Linked DNA regions of Mus musculus: region 2 is linked to region 1. Evidence: chromatin contacts called from public promoter capture Hi-C data. All regions are on one chromosome and are shown on one strand. The core of a region is the stretch at or near the end of the contact, and the rest is flanking DNA. Distances in the headings are between cores, read along the strand shown. Region 1 holds the start of Slc37a2 (solute carrier family 37 (glycerol-3-phosphate transporter), member 2). Region 2 overlaps Pknox2 (Pbx/knotted 1 homeobox 2).

What was found. Promoter capture Hi-C pulls out the DNA fragments that hold promoters and counts their contacts.
Region 2: a promoter capture Hi-C map of second pharyngeal arch cranial neural crest shows a contact between it and region 1. The contact joins the enhancer-like site here to the promoter of Slc37a2 in region 1. A contact is called at or near these places in 13 of 39 promoter capture datasets (the 3T3-L1 cell line, 3T3-L1-derived adipocytes, the C10 cell line and 8 more), 7 of 115 datasets of contacts at active chromatin or transcription factors (double positive thymocytes, embryonic basal ganglia, embryonic stem cells and 2 more) and 3 of 9 other capture datasets (adipose tissue, liver and pancreatic islet).

What each region holds. Positions count from the first base shown.
Region 1 is chr9:37,250,816-37,256,995 of GRCm38.p6, forward strand. Slc37a2 (solute carrier family 37 (glycerol-3-phosphate transporter), member 2) reads right to left here and starts at 4,923. Exons shown (of 19, transcript NM_001145960.1): 1 at 4,484-4,923. The coding sequence starts at 4,542. It also overlaps the pseudogene Gm10177.
Region 2 is chr9:36,931,858-36,937,330 of GRCm38.p6, forward strand. It overlaps Pknox2 (Pbx/knotted 1 homeobox 2), which reads right to left. Exons shown (of 13, transcript NM_001029838.2): 6 at 4,464-4,635. Among named protein-coding and RNA genes, the nearest start is that of Gm34652, 40 kb to the right of the region's middle. Within about 2 kb of position 2,089, at least 96 of the 459 cell types and tissues checked have an H3K27ac peak or open chromatin away from gene starts, as enhancers often do. A contact at or near this core is called in embryonic basal ganglia and second pharyngeal arch cranial neural crest, where this site is marked.

The DNA.
Region 1 (6,180 bases), core at 3,673-6,172:
CTGGAGACATTAGTTTTAAAAGACATTGCACACGTGATGTGTGTTTAGAAGGCTGTGTTGTGTGCATTCCTGTACTGAGAGGTTGTTGTACGATGGGCCTTTATCACGATTCACCCTCCTTTTCCCTGATATGTGCTACTTTGGGCTGAGGTTGTAGCTTGGTGGTAGAGCATTTGCCACTCGTAGTTATGGGGTGTGTTTTGTGGATGGGAGTGCGATTTGCCTTGGGTTATAGTAGGTGCAAGTGTTAAGTCTGGAAAGAAGCAAGAGAGTGTGATAAAACCATGTCAGGGCAGGCTCAGGCGTGGGGACTTGTTTCACATAATGGTGAAAATCAGAGTTCCTGGAAAACCATCTGGATTTTATCTTTTACATTTTAAAAAAGGGCAGTACTGAAACTAGGATGGCTTTATAAACCAATGCTCATCAGTTAACATTAGCATCACTGGGAAATCAGAAGATAAAAGTAGTTTTCTCCACATTAAACTCATATAGATAAAATGCCATCATTTGTAATAGTTCAGAAATTTCTGTATGATAAATTACAAAGATTTTGGAATGCGGTCTCTGTCCATGTTTGGTTGTTGTTGGTGGTGGTGTTGTGTTGTGGTATTTGGGGATTGAGACTAGGGTCCTGCGTGTTTTAGGCAAGTGCTCTACCAGTAAACTGCAACATCAGCCTTTCTTTATTTTCTATTTTGAAACAGGGTCCCTCTACTTGCCCAAGTTGGCTTTGAATTCACAATCCTCCTGCCTCAGCTTTCTGAGAGTCAGACAATTACAGGCCTAGCCACGTGTTTCCACTGATCCTGATGTTGCTTTACCTCATGGCAACATGCAGAGTTGTCTGCCATAATTTCAGCTACCGGCCAAAATGTTAACATAGGTTGCAACTCTATTTCTTTAACTTGAAATACAGCAACTTCCCAGACCACTGATCCTTCCCTACAAATCAGCTGCTTAGGGAACTACCCCAAACTTACTCTTTTGTTTATAGTCTTTGCATATTATATGAGTGAGTTTCAAATTTCTTTAGGGATGTATTTATTTTTATTTTATGTGTTTGAGTGTTTGCCTGCATGTATGTGCACCACTTGCATGTTTAGCTCCCATTGGGTTAGAGGGTATCAAATCCCCTGGAACTAGATGACAGATGGCTGTGAGCTGCTATGTGGTTGCTGGGAACAGATCCTGGGTCCTCTGGAAGAACAGCCAGTGCTCTTAATAAATGAGGCATCTCTTCAGCCCATCTGAGATTTTTTTTGTATGTTGTATCTAAGAGTTTTTCCTCTCTAGAACATGTGCTTGTTCACTATAAATTGAGTACTTACTCTTCTGACAGCCCCACTTGGACAACTGTAAGTACACAGTAGTGGACAGTTAGGGAGACTCTTCTGCTCTTCCTGAGAAACTGTGTTCCAGAGATTGCGAAGCCAGGATGTGCAGGACCAGCACTAATCACACAGGAATAAGTGAACTACCAATGACTGTCACTTATACTTGAAATGTTATTGCAGTGCTCCCTTTTCAGGATGCCAGTATAAGGAAGACCTTTTTCTTTCCTCTTAGGTGATCCATAACCCATGACAGTTTAATAGGCATTGTGTTGTGTTTTGTTTTGTTTAAACTGAACTCCTCAGAATGCAGAAACTTTCAGTGAGTCTTCTTGTTTTCCAGGGTGATATGGCTACTTGTAAACTTTCAATAAGAATATCTTCTTTTTTTTTTAACAAGAGCCTATTTAGAACTGATTATGTAACCAGGGCCTTGCCTGGATGTTGTAGTAGACCAGGATGTCTATTTAATATCAACTATATCAGCCCCTTTGAAGAGACTGAGGTTCATTGTATGGAGTCAATACTAATAGATCACTCCAAGGAAAGTGGTTTTCTGAGTTCCCTGTCTTACAGGTAGAAGATGTCAGTCAGTTTTTCAGATCTAAAAGCCTTATGATATTTGGGGGGGGGGGTGTAAAGAAAGAGGAATCTGCCCAAATCTATAGCAGGTAAAATCTGGTAAATCTTGGCATCTTATCTCAGGGCAGTAAATAGTAAAATATCTATTTTTAAAAAAACAATGCACGGCTACTTATGAAAGAATGGGGAGGGTTCTCTCCTGAGCTACGTGTCTCTACGCTCTCAATCCGCCATCCAACAAACATGGATCAGGTAATGCAGTTTGTGGAGCCCAGCCGGCAGTTTGTAAAGGACTCAATTCGGCTGGTTAAAAGATGCACCAAACCCGACAGAAAAGAATTCCAGAAGATTGCCATGGCTACAGCTATAGGATTTGCTATCATGGGATTCATTGGCTTCTTCGTGAAACTGATCCATATACCCATTAATAACATTATTGTGGGTGGCTGAGTCCTTCTCATCATGGGACGAGTGAGCCAGAGCGGGGGAAAGGGCATGAAGTAAAGCGTTGCCTGAATGCTGTGTGGTGTTTTGTTTCTTCCTCCTTCCTATGAGGTTTTCTACTTCTCAATTAAAATAATTTCAAAATAAACACTTTTTCCATAACAGAAAAAAAAAAAAAAAAAAAAAAAAAGAAAGAATGGGGCAAGCTCAGTCGGCAGAGCACTTGCTGCACAAGCTGAGCATCATCCTCAGCGCCCACCTTAAGGCCTGACAAGGTGGCGGCTGCATCTGTGCCCCCAGGCCTGGGAAGGCAGAGACAGGCTGGAGCTACTTAAAGCTCCGTGGAACTCGCTGGTAAGTTCCGGGTCCCAGTAAGAAACTCTGTCTCAAAAACTAAGATGGATGGCTGCTGAAGGCAGACATCTGAGGTTGACTTCTGGCCTCACAGAGACACACATGCACCACCACTGCCAAAGGACGGGGACGGACACACACCTTAAATTTTTCTTAAAAAGATTCCTTATGAAAACTCCCAAGAGCACTGATCATGACCTATTTGGTTAATTAATGTTTTTGCTGTACATAAGTAAACCATGAGATTAGATCTAAGGAGACCCACTTTATTGTGTGATCAAAATTTTTTCTTAGAGATTAAAAAAAAACAAACCTGAAATGGAGTCTACAAAGAAAAGGATGTTTTACAGAGAGAAAACTTTCCAGATTATCTGACTCTAGTCTGTCATTTATCCTGATTTTAGTTTTTCTTGACATTGAGCAATTTTAGTCTCTGAAGTTGCAGCTAATTGATAAGTCATATAAAATATGTCCACTAGTGAGACAGCTTCAAGAGTCTTAATGTATAAATGAGCTTATTTATATTATGCTTTTTAAAATTGTGGTAAAATATACATAGCACAAAACCTTATCATCTCAACCACCTTTAAATGTAAAGTCAGGGCAGCTAAAGTCAGGGACAGCAAGTGTACTGTGCGCCCATCGCTACCATCCACATCCACCTTACGGCAACTCTCCCCTCCCCTTGAATTCTCTTTCTACCCAATTATGACATCTTCTAGCTCCTTCATTATGAGGGCAGTACACGCTCTCACTCTCGTGTTCATCTCCTTTTGAGAGACATTTTCTCTCTTTCTGAAAACATAAAACTGTTTAATAGTTCCAAATGTAGAAAGGACCACATAAACCATCTAAAGAATGTTTTAGATGATTATTAGCCTGAGAGACCTTGAAACAAAATGACTTATTTTAAAACCAGGCCAAATTGATGACTAAGTATCTGCCCAATCTGACCCTTAGTTTAGTTTGAGAATTTAGATTTGAGATTGCTGTGTCATCTGTTTTGTTTTTGTTTTGTTTTTTTTAGAAGCCAGCAACTGGCTATTTTGTTAAGTTTTATAGTTTATAAATGACGGTAACTAACAAAATGTTTTAACACTCTTCCTTCCCCACCTCTTGCAGACCAAGTACACTGCTCCAAAAGCTCAATGGAGATTGGCTAAAACCTCTTCTCCCAGCACAAGGGTGACCTTGTGGTCCTGGGAGCAGCTGCTGTCAATGCCAGCTCATGCTTTTAAGGGTGACCACCCAGTGTTGGAGCAGCTGCAGCTCTGATCCCAGAGATCTTGCCCTAGCTAGGTATCCCTGAGACTGGAAGGGTCAGACAGGCTTAATAGAACCAGTGATTTCTGGCTTGTTAACTAATCTAATCAATAGGGGCCTTAAGCTCTCTGGCTCCATTTATATTCTACCAGTTCTTGGCCTGGGTTCCTCAAAGGCAAATCCGGATCCTCCAAATACACAGATAAGACTTGGAGGCACTCCACAGGTACCCGCTTGTGCGCTTGTGTTTGCAGATACGGGGTGGCAAACCAAAAAGGATGAAGACTCCTAGGCACCCTGTTTGTTCTTCACCGGGGTTAGACAGAAGTCTGGGCTAATGTGGAATTAATAGTTCTGTGTTACTAAACTTCCACGCCTGCGCCACCGAAGGAGCCCTGCCAGATAGAACTAGAACCCCATCCCCCACTCCAGGGACAAGCAGAAACATCCGCCGCCCGAGCAAGTCTCTGCGCGTCTTGGCAGCCTCCCTCCCCAGCCCTGCTCACCAGCTGTCCCTAGAGAAGGCGCGAAGGAACCAGACACCAGGAGCCAGGGAGGACCGCATCTTGAGGCGCCGGCACTCGAAGCTGAGACTATGGAGGGTGCAGAGCCGGCGCGCGTCCCGGCCAGCGGCGGCAGCGATTTAAATGCCCCGCCGACTGGCCCGCCCCAGGCAGGCCCATGGCCAGAGCCTCCGCCCCTTGAACATGACCGGCCTGCCCTCTAGGTCGCGCCGAGTGCAAGTCCTAGCTATCCCTCTGTGCTCACTAGCCACTGTTTTCTATGTACTGCCATCTGTTTTCTCGAACTTTCTCTCCTAGTCAGAAACCAGCAGTCTTGAGTTTCCTGGGGCTCCTCTTTCTTGTCTGGGCTTTTCCATTTCACTACCCACGAGGGGATGGGGAACTGAAAACAGCAGTCCTACAAGTCATCAACTCTGTGTGACGTTGGGTTTCCTGCAGTGCTACCTGTCTTGAGCAGTTCTGTGCCCTGACACAAAGCAAATCCGGTGCTCTGTGTAAGTGAACGCAGTGGGACCACCGCGCTGACTCATGATCTGCGGGCTCTCTTTGGGAGCCCTGGAAGTGTCTCAGGGAGGAAAATGATCCCCAAACCCACCTCTCAGGTTCTGGTTCTGCTTGCTCAGACGAATCTGAGTTCACTGAGTCTGCTGGAGCTTTCCTAAAGCTCCACTAGCCAGTAACTAACTATGTTGCCAATACTCCAATCTCCACTTTCCAGGCACGCAGCCAGGTGGCAGTGAAGAGCTACAAGGGTCTTCCGTGCTCATAAAAATGACTGCCTCTAGCTTAAAGATTCAGAGTAAATTTCCACCTATAAAAAGAAGCTGCGACGAGATTCTTGTGTACGAAACCAAGGGCAAAATACTGAGGGTGGAAAGGGAAAGTATTCGCCTCAAAAGTAAACTTTTTAATAGTACATAAAATAGGAATGGGTTTAGCCCTTACCCCACCCACTCCTAACTCTTAGGAGTGTCCAGTATTCAGAGCAAGGTCAAGGAGGTGCAGTAACAACTCCACCAAACAGTGGACTCAGGATAATGGGCTTGGCTTGTCAGCCCTGGTATCAAGCAGAAAAAGGGTAAGCAGAGTTATAAAACCCTTGGATAATACCAGCAGTTGGGAGTATGGGTCTAGTGCCAGAAATAAAGGCAACAAGTCAAGGGCAGGGGTAAAGGATTAGAGGAAGGAGAAGGCAATAGGCAGGAGGCACAAATGCCATGTCGTGTAAAATGCTGGAAACCAAGAGTATCATGTAGTACAATTCAGTGAAATCCCTAAGTACAGGGTCTAGGGAGATGGCTCAGTAAGAGCACTTCCTGTGCAAGCATGAGAACCGGAGTTTGAATCTCCAGCATGCACATAAAAAAGCAGGCATGGCTGCCCAGGCCACTGACCTCAGCACTAGGAGAGGAAGACAAGTAGAGCTTGAAAGCCTCACTGGCCAGCCAGCCAGCCCCCCAAACCGAGTGTCTGTTATTCAGTAAGAAACCCTGTTGTAAGACAATAATGGAGAATGACAGAAGACACTCAGGGTCCTATTCTGGCCATCATATGTGCATACACAGGCAAATGTACCAAATAAAATAGACATACATACACACACTAAATAAATAAACTCCACATCCCTTTTTTACCATTTAGTGAAGTGGGGCATACATGGGTATCAAAATAGGTAACAT
Region 2 (5,473 bases), core at 839-3,338, 320 kb before region 1:
CTCTGCACTTTCACTTCCTTAGCTATGAGATAATAGTGACACACTGGTCAAGGGGTGATTGAGCTCAGTGGCAAGTGCCTGCCTAGCACATGCAAGGTTCTCCGTTGACCTCCAACACCACAAAATAAATACAAAGGGGCTCTCAGTCATGGTGAGGATTGAAGGAAATGTAGTTAGAAAAGAAGTAAAGCAAAACCTGACTCCTCTCCTAGAAATCTCTCTCTCTCTCTCTCTCTCTCTCTCTCTCTCTCTCTCTGTGTGTGTGTGTATGTGTGTATGTGTATGTGTGTGTATGTGTATGTGTGTGTATGTGTGTGTATGTGTATGTGTATGTGTGTGTATGTGTATGTGTGTGTATGTGCATGTATGTGTATGTGTGTATGTGTATGTGTGTGTATGTGTGTGTGTGTGTATGTGTGTATGTGTATGTATGTGTGTGTATGTGTATGTGTGTGTATGTGTGTGTGTGTGTGTATGTGTATGTGTGTGTGTGTATGTGTGTGTGTGTATGTGAGTTTAGAGTTGGAGCTGCATTTCACAGCTTCGTTCTCTGCTCTGTTTTGTTCATAGTTGCATGATCCCATGTGTTATCTTACTTCCTAACATGAGGACTGCAGGGCTGGAGAGATGGTTCAGATGGTAAATCGCTTGCTACACAAGCATTAGGACTTGAGTTCTATACTCAGCACTCACATAAAAATGATGGGCGTGGTGGCCTGTGCTTATAATCCCAGTGCTGGAGGGCTGGAGACAGAGGGTCCCTGGGATGTTTGGATAGCCAGTGTAGCAGCCAGGCCACCAGAGATAAAACCACACACACACACACACACACACACACACACACACACACACACACACACAGACAGTATGCAAGAGAGAGAGAGAGAGAGAGAGAGAAATTGAGAAGGGGAAGTGGTCTGAGAATTGAAGCAAGTGCCTCCAGCAAAATGGGGATAATATTGTTAATATTAATATTAAGCTTTGTGAGTTTTAAATAAGATAATAGATGCAAATAACTTAGGATAGCACCTGGTACCTGTAAGTGGTCTATAAATGTTAATTATCATCATCATTGATATGCTTATTTCTCTTGCTGTTTCTGGTGTCTGTGAGGTTTTCAGCTCCCTTCTAGGCAAGAGCCTGGACTGGAGGATAAGGTGAGTGACTCTCAGATCAGGGCTTGCTGAGGTCTCTGTGGGCCTACAGCTCTGAGCTGGTTCCTTCAAGTGACTCCTCACTCCTAGCCTCTGGCCTCCAGGCCTGCCTCTTCAGAGTAGGCCCAGGGGCCTGGGAGGCCCCATTTTGGAACTGGCTTTGCGGTCAGGCAGCTATAATCTGTCCCTGGAGCCACACCAGAGTCTCATTAAAACGTGCCCCATAAATGTTAAAAAATTTACACATAAAAAAATTCCATGCATGAAACTGAAACCGTACGTTTTACAGCCTTAGTTTGAAATCTTGCATAATATATAAAACCTTGGCCTTGCACCGGGGGCCCGTAAATCAGATTTTATAAAACAAAAAGCTTTTACCTTTCAAAGGGGTTTGGGGAACTTGCAAATTTTACAAACTTTACCAAGTGCCAGTCAGAGGCTGCTAGGCCCAGGGAGGGTGTCGGATCTGGAGGCCAGGTTAGAAAGAAGCATGGTGTAGGAACTGTACTATATCCCAGAGGGGTCACCAGGGATTCCTGATTTAACCACCTGAGAATAGAAAGCTGCCCCCGAAATGGATCTGGGGAAGGTCCTAGTCGGGGCTCCAAGGAGATATTGGTTTCATTCTCTTATGTGAAGGCTTTATTGTCACCAGGGAGAGGCGGAGTGTCAGTGGGAGAGGCACAAAATCAGGAGTCAAAGACCAGGGTTCTCTTCTATGGACGTGAGGATCGCTGTGAGTAAAAGGAGATGGGAGTGGACATCTTTCTAAGGTTGGGTTTCTAACCCCAACCTTTTTGTAATTACGTTTTCCTCACAGTAGAGGCGCTGTGGAGCAGCAAGCTTCCAGGATTCCCTCCCTCAGAAATCTCTAACTTGGATCCTCTCTCAGAAATTTGGGGCGGTACTGGGAGAGCTGACTCAGCTGTTTCCATGGAGACTTGTCAGGAAAAGCGGCTCTGGGAGACTGTGAGGAGCACGGGAGGGTGTGACAGGCAAAGAGCTACAGGGAGGGAAGGAAGAACGGGGCTTCCCAAGAGGTGGGAGAAAGCAGGGGAGGGTCAGAGAGGGGCTGGAGGAGGGTGTTCAGAGGGGCAAAGATTTGGGGGAATCCAGTGCCCTCCCGACAATCTCATCTATGAAAGTCAATATTCAAGGGCAAAGGAAAGCTGCCCTCACACACACATATATAAAAAATAAATCTCTCAATTATCTCAGCTCATTTGCTTGGGGTCCCTCATTTTATGTCCCTGCTTGGCTGCGCAGTATATCTGTCCGGAGAAAGAGTTACAGTCCGTTGGGCTACGTGTGCGGGGTTGTAAAAAATACAGATGCCAAATTAACTGGCTGTGGCACTCGGTAGCTGATTGAGCTGGTAATAACGGGATCTGACCTTTTTCTAATTTCTAATTATGTGCATCTCGGCTGTGCTGGCGACATGATTCTTGTCCTAATGATGGCTCCTGTGCTTGGCCTCTGTGTCTCCTCCTTTTGACATAGGGCTAGGAACCAATGGCAAAGGGGACTGTTGGATTTCCCTATCCTACCCTAAACGTTTCAGGCTCCTGACCATGGTGTGTCTTTGACAGCCAGGAGGTAAGCCTGTGGATCTAGAACACGATACCACATTGAGATGAATTTTCAGATGCAAAACATTTTTAAGGGCCAAGTCTATGAGCCATCCAGTTAATTTATCCCAGTCGCATGAGTTGGGTATAGTTAGCTGTATAGATGAGGAAACTGAGCATCAAGGGGTTCGGTCACCAAGGTCCTACCGAGAATAAATACTGACGCAAAGCTCATTACATGTGTGCACGCGTGCAGTTACCCTTTCTCAAGCATATCCTGACTTTTTGAAAGAGCTGTCTCTTTGCTCCATAGCTGCCTGAGGCTAAATTTGAGACTTTCCTTTCCAAATTGCAAAGTCTCCTAATTCCAACTAGCTGAGGAGCAGGGCAGGGCTAAGTTAGCCTGGCCCTCCACCAGCTGGAGGACCAGCACACTGGAATCTTCGAGACTGCAGCCAGGGTTCGATGCCTGCTAGGGAGGGAAAGAGCCAGGGATGAGCAGAGGTAGACTTGGGAGCTTTCACTAATATTCCTTGCAGCCAGTAAGAGCTTCTTCCCCGTCTGAGCCCTGCTCCCACTTTTAAATCATCACCAGACCGCAAACCTCCAGGCCAGTGTGGGTTCTCCAGGTAGCATCCAGTGCAGTTCTTCACAAAGTACTGCACTGGATGCCAATAATAGCGGCAATGTGAGTAATTTTCAGTCCAGAATAATGCCGAAGTCAGCCATCTGCCCTGTAGATGTACTGAATATGTGTGTGTGTGTGCACACGTGTGTACTCATGTATATGTGTACATGTGTGTGTGAGAACATGTACTTTCTTTTATAGTCACTTTTATTTCCCAAACTCTTTTCTTTTGGGGAAGCTAAATTCTGGGCAGAAGAGGCCAGCACTACTATCAATCAGTGTGTCTATGTTGAAGAGCACATTTGCAGAGTTCACATACAGGAAAAACAAACAAACAAACAAACAAAGAAATAGGTAATAATTCCAGGAGACGACTCAGCATGATGAGCAAGCACAGTGGCCTTGCCAACACCCCTCTTCAATAGAAGTCACAGACTAGATGAGGACTTCAGAATCCTATACAACAAGGCAGCCACGAAAGCTAATGATGGCAGTTCCCTTGGAAATATAGAATGTAGATTCACAGGCCCCCTTTGAATCTACAAAATCACAGTCCCACAGTGCAGCCCAGGAATTTGTATTTTACAGGATGTAGTACTGATCTGAGTAGCAAACTATTTGGAGGTATGATCTATTGTGTCCAATAAGAGGGAAGAACCTTTGTTAAATCTAGCAGGACCAGGTCTTTCTCCATATTGACATGCTTGAACATGCCTCTTACCCTTACACATCTGTCTCTTCTGCCAACCACAGTAGCACATAGCCACCAGTTCTCTGTGCAAACTTGGAATAGCTACCTCTGGCAACCTGGCCACTAGAAAAGAGGTTTTCTCCACTTGCTTAAACGGTAAGGTAACAGATGTGCAGACGCTGGTGCCACCAGAGGTACAGGTGGAGAAAACACTGGTAGCAAAGCCCACAACTAGAATCTCAGTTAAAAATACTGGGAATTGTTCTCAACCATAAAACAGTACACATAGTGCCTGTTCAGTGGTGGACACTCACAACTTCTTGTTAAATCAACTAATGAAGGGAACACTTTTAGAATAATATTTGGGATGGGATCACAGGGAGGGAAGACTCGAGCCGGGATGGAGGGTAGGGGATCTTTACCAGATTGTCCAGTTCTGGGTCATCGCTGAAGAAGGGTTTGTGTTCCTGCTCCTGCTGGTGGACAAAGTTCTCGATGTCCACATCAAAGCTGGCGGAGGTGATGCACTCGGAGCCCTGGGTGGCCTGTTCACATTTCTCAAACAGCAGCGTCAGGAGCGGGAAAAGAGGGTGCCTGCGGGGACATCAAGAGCTCACACATGCGCACACAGAGACCAGGCTGCTGGTGGGGCTAACACACCACCTGTTCAGCTGCCCCATCACTTCTTTTCCCAAGGTCCAACTCCCTGAGAATGCCCCCGGTCCCCAGGGTCTGCAAAAGTGGCAGCATTTTTATCTCTGGAATGAAGGACCCACTCCTAGGCTCCCAAAGAGTGCCCACCTTTTTTCCCCCATGGTCAGATAAATGGCAATGGAGAGGTTATAACTTTTCAAAGAGGTCGATGTTCATTTCACACCCAGCATGGGTCTGGGAAGGAAACGTGGGAACTCTCTAGAGAATTCTTGAATGTGAATGTTAGCACTAGGTGACATGCAAGCTAAGATCCATAGCACTGTCTTGGATATGTTCATTATAGAAACACATACACACACACACACACACACACACACGAATATAAAATCTGAAGGCAGCCGAGGGCAACGGATGTGTACAAAGTATACATAAAATACATGAGCCCTCAAACTCACCCACATACGCCCATGTCTGTGGCAGGTTTTTGTCAGATATTCCAGTTGCATTTTCAGCATCTCCCTGCACTTCTACCACCAAATCCTTAGCACAGCTGTAATTAAATTGCTATTTGCATCATTATTTCTCCAGGATAGTCTCTGTGTAACTTATTGTTGTATTCAAGAATCTTGCCATGTGTACTGATAGAAGGCACTTAAAAAATAGCTGGTGACTGAATCAAAGAACTGTGTGTGCATGTGCGTGTGTGTGTGTGTGTGTCTAGATGAGCAGAAATGTTTTACCAAATAGATTTATGGGTCTTAGTATAGAGATCACCACC